Regions from separate parts of the Sus scrofa genome. Here region 1 is linked to region 2. The links are chromatin contacts, called in public Hi-C maps. All regions are on one chromosome and are shown on one strand. The core of a region is the stretch at or near the end of the contact, and the rest is flanking DNA. Distances in the headings are between cores, read along the strand shown.

The links. A called contact is a pair of places that touch in the nucleus more often than the background predicts.
Region 1: a Hi-C map of liver shows a contact between it and region 2, with 2.9 times the contacts expected there. The contact joins two enhancer-like sites. A contact is called at or near these places in 1 of 47 Hi-C or Micro-C datasets (liver) and 1 of 2 datasets of contacts at active chromatin or transcription factors (skeletal muscle).

What each region holds. Positions count from the first base shown.
Region 1 is chr14:106,906,019-106,911,055 of Sscrofa11.1, forward strand. The region is part of intron 24 of SORBS1 (sorbin and SH3 domain-containing protein 1); the gene reads right to left. Among named protein-coding and RNA genes, the nearest start is that of PDLIM1, 110 kb to the left of the region's middle. Within about 2 kb of position 3,658, at least 34 of the 83 cell types and tissues checked have an H3K27ac peak or open chromatin away from gene starts, as enhancers often do. A contact at or near this core is called in liver, where this site is marked.
Region 2 is chr14:106,768,026-106,773,066 of Sscrofa11.1, forward strand. PDLIM1 (PDZ and LIM domain 1) reads right to left here. Exons shown (of 7, transcript NM_001315778.1): 4 at 121-320. Among named protein-coding and RNA genes, the nearest start is that of PDLIM1, 23 kb to the right of the region's middle. Within about 2 kb of position 2,481, at least 25 of the 83 cell types and tissues checked have an H3K27ac peak or open chromatin away from gene starts, as enhancers often do. A contact at or near this core is called in liver, where this site is marked.

The sequences.
Region 1 (5,037 bases), core at 2,408-4,907, 140 kb after region 2:
GAGAAATATGGTCTCTACATTCCTCTGCCTTTTTTTTTTTGAGAGGGGAGGGGGTGGCCTAGCATCTTTGTCTACTACAATAGCCATATGATTCTTGTAAAGAATGGCTCTGTAAGTTAACCAGGCATTACTCCAGTCTAGAGCCTAGAGGTCAGGAAGAATTCTCTTTAGAAAAGCTACAGTCTTATTCAACAGGCATCTTACCACATAGCTCTTTTCAGACTCTGTGAGATCAGGTCCTGCTCTCAATGAATGATGAGAAGGCTGTGATCACCAAGCAAATTATAAGGGAGACATTTTAGCAGATGTCACATTGGAAAGGAGTCAAAATAAAAGTGTGAGCAAATACACATACCACACCAGCACACTCGATGACACCGGATACTCGCGGCCTATGGCCACCGAGTTTCCACGACAACACGGTGGGTGCAGAGGAGAAAATGCAATGTAGAGTTAGAAGCAAGCATCCACGCAATGCAATGGGAACATGGCTGCAGTGAGGTGAGAATGAATAACACAGGGACCCCAGATGGGCAGGGAAGACACAGAAGGGCTGCCTTAAAGGAACAGTCATGTCCCTCCATAAACAACACGCTTTGGTCCCCTGGCTCTCGGCTGGCATCTATGCGAGGATGGCTGTACCAGAAGCCAGTTTCGGTTACTTTGTTGACAGGGAGCCTCCTCTGACAAAGCAAGTTCATAAAACTCTGAGAGATGCCATTTTCCCATACTTATAAAAACCAGTGCTTTTGACAAACTCCTTGGTACTACATGATGTATCAAACAATACTGTTCCCCAGGAAAAATCTGCACGTGATCCACCCCAGCTGTGTGACAGATGAGTTCTGATAAGCTCACAGGGCAGGGCTTGCTTCCAGACATAGGATGGTGTGTCCTGACACAGCTGTAGAAATGCACCCATCATTCTTCATTCACCAGCTCAAGCAGACCTATCTTTTAAGTAAGGATCGTATAGGCCATCACGGGAAGTGTGTGTGGAATTATTTCCCCCAGAGAGGATTCAACTGCAAGCTCTAAGAAGTCTCCTTAAATCAACATTTGAAGAGCCATCCTTGGAGAAACCCTCCAGGTAATAGCAATAATAGCAATGAGCCACAGCACCTCCAACGCCTTCTAGAAGGGCACTCAGATATTTGTGTGTGTGACCCACTTGTTCACAGGAAGGCCCAGAGAAGGGGAGGGCATTCCCTGAGGTTACCCAGCAAGTTAGTGGTAGGCTTGTCTCCTGGATTCACTTACTGTCCCACTGGACCTTCTCTTTCATCCTCTGGCCATTCCCACATTATTAAATGTGCTCACTGACATTACTGTCAGTGAGTCCCACAGAAACCCTGGAGTCAGGCATGGAGTTCCCAGGCTTAGGGGTCCAATCGGAGCTGTAGCTGCCGGCCTACACCACGGCCACAGCCACTAGCAATGCGGGATCCAAGCCGCATCTGCGACCTACACCACAGCTCATGGCAATGCTGGATCCTTAACCCACTGAGTGAGGCCAGGGATCGAACCTGCATCCTCATGCGTGCTAGTTGGGTTCATTAACCGCTGAGCCACAACAGGAACTCCTGTAAAGCATCTTTTTTTTTTTTTTTTTTTTTGTCTTTTGAGGGCCACACCCACAGCATATGGAGATTACCAGGCTAAGGGTCTAATCAGAGCTGTTGCTGCTGGCCTATGCCAAAGCCACAGCAATGCCAGATCTGAGCCCTGTCTGTGACCCACGCCAGAGCTCACAGCAATGCCTGATCTTTACCCACTGATGTAGGCCAGGGATCGAACCCACAAACTCATGGTTCCTAGTCGGATTCGTTTCCACTGAGCCACGACAGGAACTTTTTTTTTTTAGTTGCTTTCAAAGCACATATAGAGGTCCATTACCTCACCTGAAATTTATATTCACCCTTTACTTGGGGAGGGCAGAAATGGAAATTTTAAGGCTTGAGAAGTCTGAAGATTTGCACAAGGTGGCAAAGCCATGGAGTACTGAAGCTCTCAGGGTCTAATCACCATATACCATCGCCCTCTTGGCTCACGATGGGACAGCTGGGGTGAGGGTGATACCAACACCCAGCTCCTGCCTCTTCTGCAAACAGGATCTGTAACTTTTTTCTTGCATCCTCTTTCTTCATGTAAAAGGTCCAGTGTGCGGAATGAGTATCATCCATTCATTAACTCAGGGAGCCACAGTATTGAAAAAGGAGCCTGAGCCAGCTCATACTGTCCCTGGTCTCAGGTCACATGCAAGCCAGAGGATACATGTCATGGCAGCCTTTACATCACAAAAACTTAATATCTAGTACAAACTGAACTCATCCCTGAGAGGTAACTTGCTTCCTTACTTAATGTTTGTGGAATAAAGGAAGGCAAGTTAAATATTTATCCTGTTAGCTAAGTTTCAATTTCTCCCTATTTGAAATGTATCCCTTAGATTTAAACCAAACATCTCATAAAGCTAAAATGTAAACTAGGTTTTTTTGGGAGGGCAGGGTGTGTGTGTGTACGTGTGCACGCACACAGGGCTTGGGGGATGGGTATGGCACATGGACTCTGGGTGGAGATGGAAACCACTGGTATCTATCACAGGGACTTGCCCTTCATTAAAAGGCTGTTTACCTTCAGATTTTCTTTTTTTTTCTTCTAAGTGTATGTTTTCTTTCCCTGGTCTCATTTGCTAACCATGTACGTCTTTCTATTTCTCTTCCTCTGAACCTATGCTGTCCAGTATGGTAGCCAGTAGCCACATGCATCTACTTAACACTTGCAATGGGGCCAATGGAAAATAACAGAAAATATCTCGATGATTATACTGATTATATGTTAAGGTGACACTGTTTTAAATATGTTGGATTAAATCAAATATGTTACTAAAATGAGTTTCACTTGTTCCATTTTAATACCAGAAAATTTTAAATTATGTCCTCAACTCACATTATAGTCCTGCAGGCAGTGCTGCTCTAAACCCTCCCCACCTCTTAAAAAAAGCAGACAGAGTTCTAACCAGAGCCCCAGTCGGGGTTAGGGATAAAAGGAGTATTATCTCATGCTAAGTACATTTCGGACTCTCGGAAATACATTCCAGCTTTTCACATGTTTAGAAAAACAGCCGCCAGCCCAACACACACACAGCCCTCGCGCTGCACTGCCCCCCCCATCAACAATAAGCATGTGATAGTTGCTGCTCCAGAAACCACTTTACTTCCATATTTGCACACACATGCCCAAGTCGGCCTCTTGGCCCGGAGCTCTTGTTTCATTCTTCTGAATGAGCAACCCTGCCTGTGTCCTTGCTCTGTTGCTCTTCTCCCTCCAGTTCACCGAAGTCCCTCAGAAATCTGCCCCGGGGGCTCTCCCTGGGGCTGTTAATCCCTCTGGAGCCACAAAACACCTGGTGCTACTCTGACTTACCAAGCATCCTCCTCCAGGTCTGGGTGGGTGCCAAAGCCTGGGCGCCCAAAATAAAATGTCCCCAGGCCTGAGTCCAGCAGGACGTCCTGGAGCTGTGGACACAGGAACACCCGCTCTGCGGGGCCCTGAGCCCCTCTAGCAGCATCGCGCGTCTCTGCTGGCCTGACTGGCTCTGAAACGGCTCTTCTGCCCATCTCCCACCCCAAATCTTCTCATCCTCTCTGGTGTGACTCACACTGGTCGCTCAAGGGACAATTGGACTTGGGAGGGAGGAAACTGGGTTCCAGGCCAGGCTCTCTCACTCCTTTAGTGTCTTTTGAGCAACATGCTTCGCTTCTTTGGATTTCAAGTTCTTAGGAAAATACGCAGCTTGGACACGATTTACATAAACATCCTGTTTGGCTCTCGAGTTCTAACACAGCGATTAGAGTGTGCATGTCCTATGAACTGAAGATGGGGGCAGGGCTGACCCGGATCAAGGGGGCTGGCGCTGCACGGGCTGCCCACTGGAGACCCTGGAGGAAGGTGGCTTTGGACTGTAGCCTCCAGTCTGGCCATTGGGAGGTGAGGGGTGACTCCAGAAGTAGAAGAGAAGCTGCAGCTCCTGGAAGACCCCGGACAAACTGGGTCAGAGGAGTCAGAAGACCTGAATGCTTCAGGCTCCTGGGTTTCGGCTCTAGAAATCTCCGCGGGTCCTGCAAAATAGGCTGATTCCACTGAGTTTTCCCCTTGGGTTTATTAAGAAAAAGATCCCACCTTACATATTAGTTCAACTGCTTACTATCCAGACTTAATCTGCTGGCAGATCAGTTCACAGACAATACGTCAGCTCTGTTGTAATTTGAATCTGATGACAGCATTAAACCTTTTTTTCCAATAGTCATACTTGTGGCATATGGAAGTTTCCAGACCAGGCATTAAATCCGAGCCACGCCTGCCAACCTACACTGTAGCTGCGGCAATGCTGAATCCTTTAACCCACTGCGAGGGGCCAGGGATCAAACCTGCAGCTCTGTAGCAACTGAGCTGTTATATTCAAATACTAAACCCACTGCACTATGGTGGGAACTCAGACAGCACTAAGCTTAAACCCCAGCCTTCTCATGGTCTGTGGTGGGGTCTGTTTCTTTCCTAAAACAATCAGACAAATGTGTATCCAAGAATGAAGAAACTGGAAGCTTTCTTAGAGGACACCTTTGTCCTTGAGGTGAGGAAGCATAAGGAGAAACACTAATTCAGAGTATAAATGCTAGATTTTCTAAATTCTGGATTTGTGGAACCAAAGAAAAAGGAGTCTTCCATCTTCTACTTTCTTCTCTCCTCCAGCCCCGTCTTCCTCTCTTAGGTGGAATGGGGAAAGGAGGGTAAACTTCTTCCCCCTGTTACCCCAGTATCACACAAGTATTCACTGAGTGCCAACTACACGCTCTGTGCTAGGTCTGTGAATCTCCATGACGCCTCATTTAATCCTCATAACTCACCAAGGTGGTCCATATTTACCTCATCTTACCAAACCAAGGCCCAACATGTCTGAGATGGGAATTGGAGAGTTAGGATTTGAACCCCAGCCTCTCAACTCCAAGTCCCCCGCCTTCGGCCACACCCTGACCTTCC
Region 2 (5,041 bases), core at 1,231-3,730:
ACAGAAAGAACTGTGCTAAAGTAGACATCTTTCTCCCTGGGCTAGTGGCTGAACCTTCTCCCCGCTGCCTGAATGAGCCTGTCCAGGACTGGCCAGAGCAGAATGCCTGGGCCTACTTACGCTCTGCCATTCGTCTCTTGCCCACTGGCTGCCGTCTTTGACTCCAAGGCACTGTTGAAGCTGGAGATGTTTTCAGAAGAGTAGAGGCCAGCTGGGTTGTTGTACTGGTTTGTGATGATCCTGGGGGAAGCGCTGGAGGCAGGTGAGGCGGTAAAGGGCATGGCACTCCGGTTGTGGGCGCTTCCTATATGTAAGACCTCCTGCAGGCAGAGATCAGAAGAAAAATCAAGGGGGAGTCTGACGTGCAGCTCTCCAGGAACGCTGCAAGCTGAGTGCCAGAGGGAGAAGTGTTTCAATGGGCCATCACTGGCCCTGGCTCAAGGCCCAACTCTAGCAGAAGGGCTCTGACCAACCCGCCAGACACAGGGCAAGACCCAGGATGTTGCACAAGTCGGGCACATTCGGGTTCACCCACCAGCTCTGCCTTCTCATTCTTTTCTGAGGCCCAGAAGAGCCTGATCTCCCGCTGGGTACCCCTGGGCAGGATACCCCTTGATGCCCTGGCCTGTCAGGATGCAAGTCAGAGCTAAAACGCCCTTTCAGGGCACATTCCAGAGGGATTAAGAACCAGGAAGAGAGGAATCGGCATCCCTTCAGTGCAAAGCAGAGGATGATAAAAGGTGGAGATAAATTCCCCAGAACAGAGTGGTTTAGACAAGTAAGATAAGAGGGCTGTGGTGTCACCAGTGAGGCAGCTGCTGACTAGGCAGCCTCTGTCCTCTGGCAGGAGGGGGCTAAGGGGAATTATGGATCTGTTGTTTCTTAATGGGAGAAAGCCAAGGCTAATCAGATGGAAGGCTGAGGGATACCTGTTACAGGGCAGTGCCCAGGGGAGGCTCCTATACTCCCCTCTTTGTGTAATTTGAGCAAGTGTCCTCTACCTCCAAGCTGGACTGCCTAGAGTCGGTGGATAATTATTACATCACCACAGAGCTACTTTATAAACACCCCTCAAAACTTGTTAAATTGACGTTCCCATTTTATTATTTTTTTTAATCAAGGCTTTTCTGATGAGTTGGTTAGTAAGGTGTTCTCTGCTCAGCCACTGTGGATCTACCCTTGGCTCCAAGGCAAGAGCATCCTCTGTGCTGCCCCCTAAACTTGAGGTGCATCCTATTTTCTGGGTTTCCCAGAAATCTTCCTGAACACTGACCTTTTCTTTTTTTTTTTTTTTTCTTTTTTTTTTTTTTTTGGTAATACCCAGGTCCCAAACAACTGCCCCCCAAAGAGTTCCTGTCCTCTGTTGCTCTTCCTTTTTTTTTTTGTTTTCTCTTTCATACTTTCTTAGAAAACACAATGATGAAAACCACCAGCTTAATTCTCTGTGCACTGACTTAAAAGACAACATGAAAACTTGATTATAAGGATTCAGATAGGCTCCCTCTTCAACAAGTTGGAAACACTGAGGGTTAACTATATTACCTTGACATGATTTTGTCCACATGGAACAAAAGCTTAGGACAGTTTGTTCACAAAAGGGGAAGTAAAATTAGTTAAAATAACCTCAGCAGTAATCAAAAAGTGATTAAATAGGTTTTACAATATAACTATCCCAAGGGATAATAAGTGGTTATGAACAGCTGCAGACTTTCAGGGGGTGGCCTGGAACCCCAGGCCCCATAACTACTATGCAGCAGCACAGTGGGACAGATGACAGTGGCAGCCAGGATCACAATTCTTTCCTCGTCTCTCCTTCCCCACAGCAATTCCTAGGAGCAACTTAGGAGGCTGAGCACCAGGGAAGAACCCTTATGTTTCTGTCTTGGCTCATTTTTTTCCCTGTCGCTTCCTGTTCGGCTTTGGGCCAGTTATACTTCCCTCTTCGCCACTGCACAGTGCCTGGCACACAGCAGGCATTCAACGAGTGCCATCCCCTTCATTTTCAGTTAGAATGGAAGTTAATAGAAAATGCAGGTTGGACTAGGAACCATGAGGTTGAGGGTTCGATCCCTGGCCTCGCTCAGCAGATTAGGATCCGGCATTGCCCTGAGTTGGGGTGTAGGTCACATACATGGCTCGGATTCCGTGTTGCTATGGCTGTGGCGTAGGCCGGCAGCTATAGCTCTGATTCAACCCCTAGCCTGGGAACCTCCATATGCCACGGGTGTGGCCCTAAAAAAGCAAAAAAAAAGGAAAGAAAAGAAAGAAAGAAAGAAAATGCAGGTTGGAAATTCTGATCTTCACTTTTATAGAGAATCTCCCAAGAATGTATATGTTTTGTACATAAAAGGGGTATCTCTAATTCCATGTGAATACCAGTCTGTCCAGAAATCAGGCAGTTAACTCAGGGCCTGCCTTTTGGAAGGGATGATGTAATTGTTTGGGCTTTGTATTTATCAGTCTCCAAGGAAACTCAATAATGAGGAAATATAAACTAGGTGTGTAACTACACTGACCTCAGATAAGCTGGGGTGTTGGCTGGCCTTACATGAAGGAACAGATCCTTTAATTATAGATGAACTCTGCTCTTACTCATTCCTCTATTTTAGAATGACTGGAAGTTGAAGATTTTGGAAAAATGAGAGGTGGGAAGTTTTTCATAGGAACAAAGAATTACTAAGAATCAAAAGAAAACTATAGTTAAGTTAGCCGTTAGTGTTTGAGATTTTTTTTTTTTTAATCTGAAGGAAACAGCCTTCAAAATATTAATATAGGTACTCAGATTATATGTTTAAGATGAAAGTTCAAGTATAATACATAGACAAAGTAAGGTAAGTATTGCCTTACTGAAGTGAAAACTTTTTAGAGACCACATTAAAACAAAAATCATTCCTTACAAGTCATAAAACATATGAGCACTTAACACATTAAAACTTAACATTTATAATGGGAATTCCCGTCGTGGCACAGTGGTTAATGAATCCGACTAGGAACCATGAGGTTGCAGGTTCAGTCCCTGCCCTTGCTCAGTGGGTTAAGGATCTGGCGTTGCTGTGAGCTGTGGTGTAGGTCGCAGACACGGCTTGGAACCCCCGTTGCTGTGGCTCTGGTGTAGGCTGGCAGCGACAGCTCCCATTAGACCCCTAGCCTGGGAACCTCCATATGCCGCGGGTGCGGCCCAAAGAAATAGCAAAAAGACAAAAAAAAAACAAAAAACTTAACATTTATAATAAATTTAATGAAGTGATTGAAAACTCCCTGGGAAATTGGAATTGACTGTGGCATGTTTTAAATCAGGTTGCACAAAGGCCAATTTATAGATTGAATGCCATATTTATGAACTTTCCTTAGAGGAACTGTACAGAATAATACAGTCAAGTCAGTTTTGAAATGGCTGATGCAAAATGATCCTTAAAGTGAGTCTTAGGATTCTTAGGTAGGATTTTTATTATATTAATGGGAAAAATTTTGTGTGACTTCATTTCTGACATTTTAATGAAAGCCAACTGAAAGAAGATCACTTATATACAATCATTCAAATCACCCACATTAATTCACCCAGTGAGTTCACTTTCACACAAGTTTGTTTTATGTGTAAAAGGTAAGTAGCTATATGCTATCTCTTGATTATAGCTCAGTACACCATAACAATTAAAATATCCCAAATTTAGAAAAAAAAAATTAAAGTTCAAATGTTCTTTTTTTTTAGGGTCACACCCATGACACGTGGAGGTTCCCAGGCTAGGGGTCAAACTGGAGCTACAGCCACCCCAGAGCAACTCAGGATCTGAGCCACATCGTGTGACCTACACCACAGCTCACAGCAACATCAGATCCTTAACCCACTGAGCAAGGCCAGGGATTGAACCTGCAAATTCATGGTTACTAGCCAGATTTGTTTCTGCTGTGCCACGACGGGAACTCCCCTAAAGTTCAAATCTTCAGTTGGAGCCAAATGTATAAGATTCACAAACCAATCTAAGTTTTCAAAAGCCATTATCAACCTATCTACTAACATACATCTAATAACGCATTAATTTATCTACTAATTTATTCCATACTTTGTGAAAAGTAGCATTATGAGGTGTGAGCAATTTTACACAATGTTTTAAATATCTTTACATTTTCCCCTGTATTTCTAAAGAATATTCATTCACTGTAGATAATTTAGAAGATGTAGTTAAAGAAGAAATAAAATCACTTATAGTTTAAGTATTATGTACAAATATGGAAGCTTAGGACAATCTCTCATCCTAGGAAACTCTATTTGGCCAACAAATTCTGCATTGACCACCACATTTTCCAATACCGCTTCATTTTAGTAATTTTAAGGTCTCACGGGAGTCCCCGCCTTGGCTCAGTGGTTAACCAACCCAAATAGCACCCATAAGGACGCAGGTTTGATCCCTGGCCTCGCACAGTGGGTTAAGGATCTGGTGTTGCCATGAGCAGCGGTGTAGGTTGCAGACAAGGCTCGGATCCTGCATTGCTGTGGGTGTGGCATAGGCTGGCGGCTATGGCTCCAATTAGCCCCCTAGCCTGGGAACCTCCATTTGCCTTGGGTGTGGCCCTAAAAAGACCAAAAAAAAAAATTTAAGGTCTTACTTTAAGGAAACGAGAGATTTCCGTCCTAAGGCTCATGGAAACCAGGGAGTAGGGCACTGGGTCGGGAGGAAGGTAAGGGGGGGGAAACGGGTTGGAGAAGTAGGTTTACTAGTAGAATGTCCCTGCAGCTCCTCTAGCTCTAGGCCTCAGGATCCAAACTTCTGTGCATCCCCAGCATGATTCATTGACGGCTGCCATCCATAACGAGCTGAGTCAGTGCCTTTCTCTGGCTGTGCGGTCCTGCCACCCTGCTCTGCACAGGAAAGCTTCCACCCGCTTCCCGTATCCCCTTCCTACCCGCTGTGTCCAGCCCAGGCCCTGGTGTCACTACCCTGGGGTTTTCCAGCCCTTTCCTCCTACAGTTCCCTTACGGGAAGAAGCGAACAAGAGCCAGGTCCCAGCAGTGGCAGTGGAGGGCCTTCGCTGCGTCTTATCC